Regions from separate parts of the Mus musculus genome. Here region 1 is linked to region 2. A link is a contact called in public HiChIP or PLAC-seq data. All regions are on one chromosome and are shown on one strand. The core of a region is the stretch at or near the end of the contact, and the rest is flanking DNA. Distances in the headings are between cores, read along the strand shown. Region 1 overlaps Gm12216 (predicted gene 12216). Region 2 holds the start of Septin8 (septin 8).

What was found. HiChIP or PLAC-seq counts read pairs in DNA pulled down with a chosen protein or histone mark.
Region 1: a contact with region 2 is called in an H3K27ac HiChIP or PLAC-seq map of embryonic stem cells, with 3 times the contacts expected there. The contact joins the enhancer-like site here to the promoter of Septin8 in region 2. A contact is called at or near these places in 2 of 39 promoter capture datasets (the HPC-7 cell line and embryonic stem cells), 1 of 484 Hi-C or Micro-C datasets (CD8 T cells), 5 of 115 datasets of contacts at active chromatin or transcription factors (astrocytes, embryonic stem cells, epiblast stem cells and 1 more) and 1 of 9 other capture datasets (embryonic stem cells).

Annotation. Positions count from the first base shown.
Region 1 is chr11:53,847,825-53,853,202 of GRCm38.p6, forward strand. Gm12216 (predicted gene 12216) reads right to left here. Exons shown (of 4, transcript NR_033332.1): 2 at 2,181-2,286. Among named protein-coding and RNA genes, the nearest start is that of Gm12216, 8.7 kb to the right of the region's middle. Within about 2 kb of position 1,962, at least 78 of the 459 cell types and tissues checked have an H3K27ac peak or open chromatin away from gene starts, as enhancers often do. A contact at or near this core is called in CD8 T cells, the HPC-7 cell line, embryonic stem cells and 1 more, where this site is marked.
Region 2 is chr11:53,518,038-53,522,986 of GRCm38.p6, forward strand. It overlaps Septin8 (septin 8), which reads left to right and starts at 1,699. Exons shown (of 10, transcript NM_001347496.1): 1 at 1,699-2,002. The coding sequence starts at 1,973.

The sequences.
Region 1 (5,378 bases), core at 712-3,211, 330 kb after region 2:
GCTACAGTGTACTTACATATAATAAATAAATAAATCTTTAAAAAAAAAAAAAAACATGTTTGAAGTTCCATTTTATTTTGTGTGCCTGTCTGTGTGCACTTGTAAGCACCACAATGGACATCAGAGAACATCTTGTGGGAGTTGGTTCTCTCTCTCTGCCATGTGGGTCTTGTGGACTGAACTCAGGTCTCTGGACTTGGCGGCAAGCACCTTCGCCTGCTGAGCCACCCCACGTCCATCCCCCTCCTCCTGGTAGTAATTCTTTCTCTAGGCTATTGACTGTGCTTGAGAATAAACCCACTGCCACAGATAGCCAAAATGAAACAGCAAACAAATGAAGACAATTTAAGAGAGAGAAGAGAAAGGAACTAAACTGCATGGTGCCCATCTTCAAGCCCACCACTTAGGAGGCAGAGGCAGGCAGATCTATAAGTTGGAAGCCAGCCTGGTCTACAGAGTGAGTTCTCAGACAGCCAGGGCTACTGTTGAAACTCTGTTTCAAAAAAAACAAAAACAAAAACAAAACAAAAAAAAAAACAAAGCGAGGAAGGAGGGGTGAAGGTAGGAGGGAGCAGGAGAGGGAGAAAGAAACTGGATTGTAAACAAAATACATCAATTAAAAAGTTGTTTTGGAAGGCAGGAGAGATGGCTCAGCGGTTAAGAGCACTGACTGCTCTTCCAGAGGTCCTGAGTTCAATTCCAGCCCCCACATGGGGCTCATACCCATCTGTAATGGGATCCCATGCCCTCTTCTGGAGTGTTTGAAGACAGCGATCATACTTGGAGAGTCTCACTACGTAGCCCTGGCTGTCTGGGAACTTACTATGTAGATCAAGGTTTCCTCAAACCCATAGAGATCAGCCTGCAGCCCTAGAACTAAAGATATGAACTATTATGCCCAGGCCCAAATTTAAATACTTTTTAAAAATTAGTAATTTTAGGCAAAAGACAAAAAGCAAACTTGATTTACAAAATACCTCTTTCTTCCAACCATAAAAACCTCACTCTTTTTTTGTTTGTTTGTTTTTTGTTTTTCAAGACAGGGTTTCTCAGTATAGCCCTGGCTGTCCTGGAACTCACTCTGTAGACCAGACTGGCCTCGAACTCAGAAATCCACCTGCCTCTGCCTCCCAAGTGCTGGGATTAAAGGCGTGCAGCACCACCGCCCAGCAAAACCTCTCTCTTAAGCAGGGTGTTTGGTAAAATTAAGATCCAACATTCCAGCTGAGTGTCTGGAATTCCATAGGATGAAGACAGTGTGGAGCAAAGCTGACCCAGGTTGGGGCTGAGCAACAGGGACCACCAAGGTTGCTGCTGATGTCACAGGAACCTTCTCAGGTGGGGACTTAAAGGGATCGCAGCTGAGGGACAGTCATCACACCAAGCCCAGCAGGTGAAATTCAGGGAGGGCGGGTAGAAGGAAGGAGGGGTGCAGTGACTTTGGCATGAAAAGGCAGAGGTAATCTCAACAACAATACAACATTTGGTAGAAACACTAACAAAATGGGATTAAAAAAAAATAGACCACCAGCCCATTCAAGTCCACTGAGTTTTCTTTAAAGCGTTATTTTTTGTGCCTGTGCATGTGCACAGCTGTGTGTGTGTGTGCCATGAGAGGCCCGAGGAACACATCAGTCTCTGGAGCTGGAGTTCCAGGGGTGGGTTATGAGCTAGGAACGGAACTCATGTCCTCTAGAAAGAAAAGGATGTGTTCTCCACCCGCAAGCATTCGCAGCCCCTGAGGTCTCTCCAGCCCCTCAAAGGACTGAAGCACAAATAAGGTCTTAGGGTAAGTAAGCTATTAAACTAATGGGTTGTGGGTGGGGTGATCAAGGGAGTAGTCTGGCCTTAGGGCTGACAGAAATCGGGATCTGGTGAGCCAGGATAAGTCCCCAGTGGACCCTGAAGCACTACAGAGCAGCTGTGAGAGCGACTAAAGAGCCTAGCACAGATACCTCACACTCCAACATACCACACACCTGCTGAGCTACTGGGGTGCACTTTCCCCACTCCCACCCGGAGTCCTTCATTCCCTGCAACATTAAAAAGATAGCTGGTTTCACAGATTATGGTTTTGTAGACGAATTGTGAATATCAACTAACAACTCCAACACAGAACACATGTGGTTCACATCAGCGCCTACAATCTAACGCAGGAGGCTGCAAAAGCTCACACTCACTCGGGGCTGGCTTCCAGGCAAGTCTTCAGAAGGAGGGAGTCCATTTTCTTCTTTCTTGGCTGTCCAGCCTCCTGACATCACAAGGAGGCCCGGGGCATGCTGCCACCTGCAGGCCAGACATAGAAACACTTAAGACTGACCCAGAGCACTCAGCTAAAGCCACCCACCAAAGCAAGCTCTTCTGGCCCTCCCTACCTCCCTGCCCTTTCTATTTTATTTTATTTTATTTTATTTTATTTTATTTTATTTTATTTTTATTTTGAGACTGGGCTGTGTAGCGCTGGTTGGCCTGGAACTTGCTTTGTGGACCAGGCTGGCCTCAAACCCACAGAGATCTGGATGTCTCTGCCTCCAGAGATTAAAAGGCACAGGCCACCACACCTAGCTGCTGTTTAAATTTTATTTTTTAGACCTTGATATCAAAGCTGGCCTGAAACCTGTGATCCCCCTGCCTCATCCTACGAAGTGCTGAGACTGGGGGTAAGTGCCGCAACATCTGGCAAGTATAAACATTAAAAAAATATTACATGTATGTATTCGTCGACTTGGGAGGGGAGTGTGTGTGTTGGCATGTATGCTCTACAGCGTGTGTGTGGAAGTCAGAGGACAACTTTCAGGAATTTGGTCTTTCCTTCTACTCTGTGGGTCTTGGGGATTGAACTCAGATTATCAGGGTAGAAGAGAAGTGCCTTTACCCCACTGAGCAAGCTTGCCAGTCCCATCCAATTTTTCTTTCTTTTATTTTTCTCCCCCTAACCCCAAGATAAGTCTTTCTACATAGCCTGGCTATCACAGAACTCACTGTATAGACCAGGCTGGCCTCCAACTCAGAGATCTACCTGCCTTAGCCCTCCAAGAGCTAAGATTAACACACCAACCCACAGACATTTCTTAATGACAGCAGCTAACCCACACGCAGCTGTAGACCACATGCTTGGCTTTTATTCATTTATTGAATCCTCAGAGCAACAGGTGAATGTTTTTTAAAAGGTCTCCACCAGTCAGCCTAATGTCAAAATTAGGCTGGGTGATTAAAATGAAGAATGGGGATATCAGCTGATTTCAAAGAGGTTGGTGAGAAATGGAAACCTGGAGATGCTGAGTACCCTGGAGGCTGTTCCCACATCTTCACGAATACAGCACCGCCCTGGTATTTGGGGTGAGAGATGCATACACACAAGATAAATTTCTCCTCTCAGGGCTTCCACTCTACTACTAGAGGTAACACAGGAAAGATGGTAAATGCGGAGCAGGAGCTACACAATGGCTCAGTGGGTAAGTACCTGCACAGGAGCAAGCAAGCAAGCAAGCAAGCAAGCAAGCAAGCAAGCAAACAAGCAAGCATCAAGACCTGAGTTCGATTCCCCAGAACTCATGTAAAGCCAGGTGCAGTGGTGCATGCATCTATACTCCAAACGCTCCTATGGGGAAGCAGGAGATGAGACAGGAGAATCACCAGAAGCTCACAGGCCACTTAGCCAGGAGGGCACAGCACAGAGGCAACCAACCCAGACTCTGCTTCCAGCAAAGTGGAAGGTGAGGACCATAGGCTGAACTTGTCCTTTGATCTTCACACATTCACCATGCCTTGTATATGCACACACACACACACACACACACACACACACATCCATAATACACATGTGCACATGCACACTCACAGACACACATGCTGAGCACGAGCAAAGTATAGGCGGTAGAAAACGAGATCAACAAACAAATCTCGTGTATATTCCTTTGTCTTCAAGAGCTCCCTGACCATGTCAGGTTTTGCTTGCAACTGCATGTCGGGCACCTGCTAGGGATACAATCATAGGCAAGCTTTAGCCAGGCTCTTAGCTCCTATGGAGTCTTTACATAGTAACTGTGGTCCCTGCCGCCTAGAGTGTTACCACAGGAATATTTGCTACTCTCTGTAGAGTGAGGACATCTTGGGTGGGGTGGAGACCTGCAGTAGGGAGCATGCTCTGTGTACAGGTTAGGTCACAGACAGGAAGCGGTGTGGAGGCAGCAGGCGGCTAAGAAGGGGCGTGGCCAGCCTTTCAGTGCACTTGATGCCAAACAGTCGTATCCTCTGTGAACCACAGCAACTCTCAGGGTCCTGGGCAGAGAGGAATAATGTGCTCAGATGTGTGTTTTTAAAAGATTATGCTAGGTAGTGAGTTGAAAGGCAATCATCTCTCCAATGATGTGGATGTCTGAATTCCTGAGACTGTCATATGCTCCTGCACACAGACAAGGGGGTGATGCAGATGTGAGTGAGTGTCTTGAGAAGGAGAGAGCATTCAGGTGAATGTATTAATCACAGTTCCTCCTTAGGGGTTCCTGAAAGAATTCGATACTGCCAGACTCTTCCAGAACCCTTAAATAATGACTGTGTTATTTTAAGCCACCGAGTGGTGTGTGCATGAGCAAATGACAGAGGACAATTTGTGGAATTTGCTTCTCTCTCTTATGTGCGATCGAACTCAGGTCCTAAGACCTGGATAGCAGCAGTGGGAGATGATGAGGCTGTGTGTCAGAGAGCAGCCTTCGCTTCAGTGAAGAGCCAGCTCTAGTACCCGGAAAAGACTGGGAGATGATTAGGAAGGCTGCTTCCCTGCAATGTGCCCCCTGCTCCAGTCCCCTTGCTGCATGCAGGGTCACAGGGGCCTAACTGGATTCTAAGAGCATAAAGAGACCAAGGCCTGCCTGCAGATGGCAAATCTGGCAGACTTAGGGGCAGGGGAAAGTTCACTCTGTGTGTGTGTGTGTCTATGTATGTATGTGTGTTAATATATAAAAATGGTTTGTTTGCAAATGGTATGTGTATGCCTGGTGCAGGTGGAGGCCAGAAAACAAAGCACTAGAGCCCCTGGAACAGGAGTGATGGAACCATGAGCCACCATGTGGGTACTGGGAATTGAGCCTGGCTCCTCTGAAGAACAGCCAGTGCTCTTAACCACTGAGCCATCCCTCAAACTCTCAAGTTTTTGTTGTTGTTTGTTTTTAAATTTTACATGTATGTATGGATGTTTGCCTACATGTAGGTCTGTATAGCACATGTATACAGTGCCCATGGAGGCCAAAGGAAGACACTGATCCCCTGGAACTAGAGCTACAGACAGTGGTTTGCTACCATATGGGTGCTGGGAATTGAACCTCTAGAAGAGGAGCCGTAACTCCTGAGCCATATCTCCATCACACTGGTTCTTGAAA
Region 2 (4,949 bases), core at 449-2,948:
GCATGTTTCCTTGCAGCAACTGTTTCAGATGATGGAATCCTCAACCCCGCATGCTCTCCCCATGCACTCCGCATGCTCTCCCATGCACTCCCGGGGTCAGACATTAGGGCTAGAGGAGACACTAGCAAACAATGGGTTCCAATCACAATTTAAAGCCCCTTGCTTGTTTTTCTTCATTTTCAGAGACTTGAGGGACCCAGTTCTCTCCATTGTGTAGATCCCAGGGATTGAACTCAGGCCATCAGATTGGGTGGCAAGCAACTTTACCCGCTGAGCCACCTTGCTGGCTCATGGATACACGCCATCAGAAGAGTAGCTTTCATAGTAAGGTTAAGAAGCTGGGTGTGGGATGTGATTCAAACAGGAAAGTTCATCACTAATCCACCTCCCCACTCTAACCACTGTGCTGTGACCCCAGGTGTTTGTTTGCTTGTTTGTTTGGGGGGTGTCTTGTTTCTTTCTTTGGGGGGGGGTCACCAGACTGGCCTCCATTTTGTTTTATAATGGAGGATGACTAGAACTCTGAACTGTCCTGCCTCTAACTTCCAAATACTAGGATTATAAATGTGCCCCTCACATCTGGCTTATGCAGTGCTGGGGACAGAACTCAGGGCTTCCTGCACGCTAGCGAGCAAGCACTCTACCAAACTGAGCTGCACGGGGCCACATTTCTTGTCAGAGAACGTACAAGGAACAACAGCACGGTGGAGCATCCAACAAAATAAAAACACTGTTAAGAACTCCAAGATACTTCAGCTGGGTACCTTGGAGACAAGACATGGTTTGTAAAGAAAGAAGGGAAAAGCTTCTTCTCTCTTCAGAGAGAGAGAGAGAGAGAGAGAGAGAGAGAGAGAGAGAGAGAGAGACTGACTCTATGGAGGGGACAGGAAGTGTTCCACAGCACGGGGTGTGCCAAGTCCAGATGTGGTCTCCAGATACCTCCAGCAGGCATACGTTTCCACTGAGGGGAGGACAGGGTTGTTTCTCAAGAAGATATTGGGGGTGGGATGCACATTCGTGGGTAGTGGAGGGACAGAGGCAAAGTTTGCCTTACTATCAGGGAGACCTTAGGGAAAGGCAGGGAAAAGAAGACGGGGCGAGCTAGATCTTGTAGTCACTGAAAAAGTTTACGGAGCCTCTTGAGACGTTTGTGTAGGTTTTTTTTTGAGTGGTATGGTTGGCGAAGATGTGCGTACTGTGAGAACCAAGTTCCTCTCTGCATAATGCCATAACTCCAAACTCGTGGGACAAGCAGGGTGAGGATCACTAGCAGTATGCTGCGCATAGATGTCGAGTCCGCTTCCCAAACTGCATCTTTCTCCGGTTCATCATTGCGCAAGGAGCCAAAGGCTGCCTGGCAGGATGCACCGGTCCAGCCCAGGGCTCCCGCCCTAGCTCCAGCTTAGAGCATCAGGTGGGACCTATGGCACAGGCAGAAGAGGCTGAGGGATCTCTCTCGGACCTGCAGCGCATGAACCATCCGATCGGTGGTCCCAGTGCGTTTGCAGGTTCCTGTAGAGACAGTCAGCTTGGAGGCAGAACTCCCAGGGCACACGTAGCACCCCTCTGTGCTATGCACTAATCTGGCTTCCAAGGGACACTCAGCAGGCCTCGGAGAGGCCCGGGTCCCCCAGACGTGGCAGTCCGGGCCCCCCACCTCACAGACTACAAGTCCCAGCAGCACCCGCAGCTAGTACCTCCTGCCAAGCCGCGGAGACCCCCGTCGGTCCCAGCCGCGGGGAGTGCGCTGTGCTGGGGCCGAGCCGGGTAGGGAGGCCGGTCCCGCGGGCGGGGGCGGGGCCGGCTCCGCGGCTTCTCCCGCCGCCGCCGCCGCCAAGGGGAGTTTCCAGGAAGTGGCCATATTGGATCCATTCAGCCGCAGCCGCCCGGGCGGAGCGCGTCCCGCAGCCGGCTCATCCCCGCCGCGGCCCCGGCGTTCCCCGCAACCCGCCCGCCCGGTGCGCAGCTCGCCATGGCGGCCACCGACTTGGAACGCGTCTCGGTGAGGCCTGTGGCGCGCAGGGGCACGGGAGGGGGCGCGAGGCGGGCTGTCAGCACCGCGCGGCGGGGCCTCGAACCCCGGGACCCGGGAGCTAACCCCGGGAGGGTGTCTCAGAGTGTTGGGCTTCGCGCGATGTGAGCTCTTTCGCGGGAAGAAGCCAAGATCTGGGCTGATCGGGGCAGGTGTGAAGACAAGACTCGTGTCCAGAGGGGAGGATCCCGGACGCCCCCGACTCTTCTCTCCCAGGGTGTTCCTGCACCTCTGGGTACTTGCCTTTGCCGCGCAGGTGCTGTTATCTGGGTGCAAAGAGTGAGGATGGAGCCCCAGGGATCCAGGGATTTTTCTACCCCCCAGCACACACACACATTCCAGAAAGAGCTCAGGGGAGTTGCAGACTTTGGGTTGGAAGAACCCAGGCTCGCTGCTCATCTCCTCCACTGCCCTCCCGGGAACCTGGATCCTGGGTGCGACTCCAGACAGGTCCAGGGCCTCAGTGGTTGGCTCTGGCTCTGCGGCAGCCATTCCCAGGAGCTGAAGTGATTCCAGATCCAAACCATTGAGTGTTTGTTTGGGCCCCAGTCTGGACCTGCCTCTCTCTAGGCTGACGCCCCTTGGTGGTCCTAAGGGGGGTGTCTGTGGACTTGAGCCAGGCTATAGCATGCGGAGGGAGGCCTTTTGGGGGTTGTCTGCACTCTTGGTGTCTAAGGCTGGATTTGGGTGTGTCTGGGAGGCTAGGCTGTGACGGTGAAGGAAGCTGTGTCCTCTTGCCAGCATGTGAGGCCCTGGTCGACTGGAAGGGGAGGAGGGGAAGAGAGGGAGGAGGTGGAGGAGGGCCCAGGGCTGTTGGAGGGAGGGAGAATTCTGAATGTGTGACCGATAACGAATTGGTTCTGGGGCTAAATAAGGGAGCCAGGACTTATGTAATTTTGCTATAAATACTGTCATCTGAATTTATATATGCAAATTTCTTCTTTAATCTGAAAATACATTTGTTGGTCTTTGCGAATATGCATAACAAAGCAGGAGCTTTCATAATGTGTAGACTGGTGTGTTCTGTGCCCCTTGGGGAGGGGGCTGTGTGTCTGTTAAGTAAGTTTGACTTCATGGGTAACAGATGCAGAGGCTGGGCCAAACCAAGGTCCACTTCACTCCCGCGGCGTGAAATGCAGTACGTAAAATGGAATTTATGTACTGCAGGAAAACAGCTGAGTCCTTATAAACCTGCCTAGTGGATGGAGACCAAAAGGGGTGTGTGTGTGTGTGTGTGTGTGTGTGTGTGTGTGTGTGCCTGTCTGACGCTGTGTTTTCTGTGCTTAGCCGACCAGAAGGTGTGTCTGTTCTGTATTGAGGTCAGAGGTTTGTCTAGCAGTTGATCTTGCCGGATGAGAGTATGTGTAAAGCAGCCAGCATCAGTGGCCCGAGAGGATTCCTAGAGATACCACTTGTTGGTCATGGGACCTCTTGCAAGCTGTTTAACCCTCCGTGTTCTCATCTACAGAGTAAGAGAAAAGCGTATCTGCCTCATAGAGTTGTGTGGATAGTGTCAGGACATGATAAGGACTCAGTAAATACCCAGCTGGGTATGAGATGGCTGCAGAAAATGTGTTTGCCTTGGTCGCACCGTCGCCAGAGGTATCATCAGGGGGCCAGCTGAGCGTCCACATTGTACAGCTGGGGCTTGGGAAGACCTTGCCTCTGTTTGCTTATGGATCGCTTCTGTGGGAAGTCTTCATTATTATCCCCATACTGAGCCAAAGCACAGAGCGGGGACTCAAGTTCAGCTACGGCTGGAATCTTGGGGCCTTGATGGTTGTGCCAGAGGGATGGACGCCTTCCCCGCCCTCTGCGCTCTGGGCTGTCAGCCTCCTGGGAGGACTCAGATGGAACTGAATTTGGGTGGAGATGTCGGGTGGAGTTTGGCTGGAATTTAGAAGTCTGGTCTCTTTCGTCCCTTCCTTATCATCCTGGAAAGATAATTTCCTCTCTTATCATGTGCTAAGCCTTGCTGATTCCTTACAGAGGTGTTTTTTTTTTTTTTTTTTTTTTTTTACAGTTAACTGTAGTTTTGGGCTTATTGGAGACACGCTGGATATTTTGCCAGCTGCAAGGTTTGGCGGCACAATTGGCAGGTGTCGACTGCCCCTCTGGCTTGTGCAAAAGTGGGCTTCAGATAACCTGCAAACTGTCTTAGACTGGAGTCTACAAGAGCACACAGAAAGGTTTGGGCTGTAGTTTGGGGTGGAGAGCTTACTTAACTTGTGTAGAAAGCCCAGGGTTCAACCACCCAAGCTGCCTAGAATTTAAAATGAACTCACTCAGCAACGTACTTTGAGATGGAGGTGAGTCGGGGTCGCTCTGCATAGTCCTGGCTGTCCTGGAACCCACTATGTAGACAAGGCTGACATTGAACTCACAGAGATCCACCTGCCTCTGTCTCCCAAGTGCTGGGATTAAAAGTGTGCACAACCATGCCTGTGTGTTGGTATTTTGACTTACCCTTATCAGCATGGTGGATACACCATAGGCCTATATTATATTTTATTTATTTGTTGTGTGTATGTGACTATGTATGTATGTGGGTGTGCTTGTGTGATGGTATGTGTGTGGAGGTCAAAGGTCAACTTTCAAGTCTTTCATCATATGGGTCCTGGAAATGGAATTTTGGCTTTCAGGTTTGACAGCTGATGCCATCTTGCTGGCCCCACATCTCTGACTGGGTCCTGCTCAGCCTTAGGTCAGCTCAGAGGCTTAGGTTGATGGCTGTTGTATATGTCTGCAGGAGCAACCCTCAGCAGGTTCTGTCATCTCTTGTCTTCCTTGGGTCATCAGACTCCTGGCACACTTTTGGGGTCCCTCTCTTCTTAGACTCTGACTCTGAGAATCACTCTCCTCCAACCCTGACCAGCTCCTGTGACTCCTGTCTGCATCTAATGGGACAAGGTTCAGA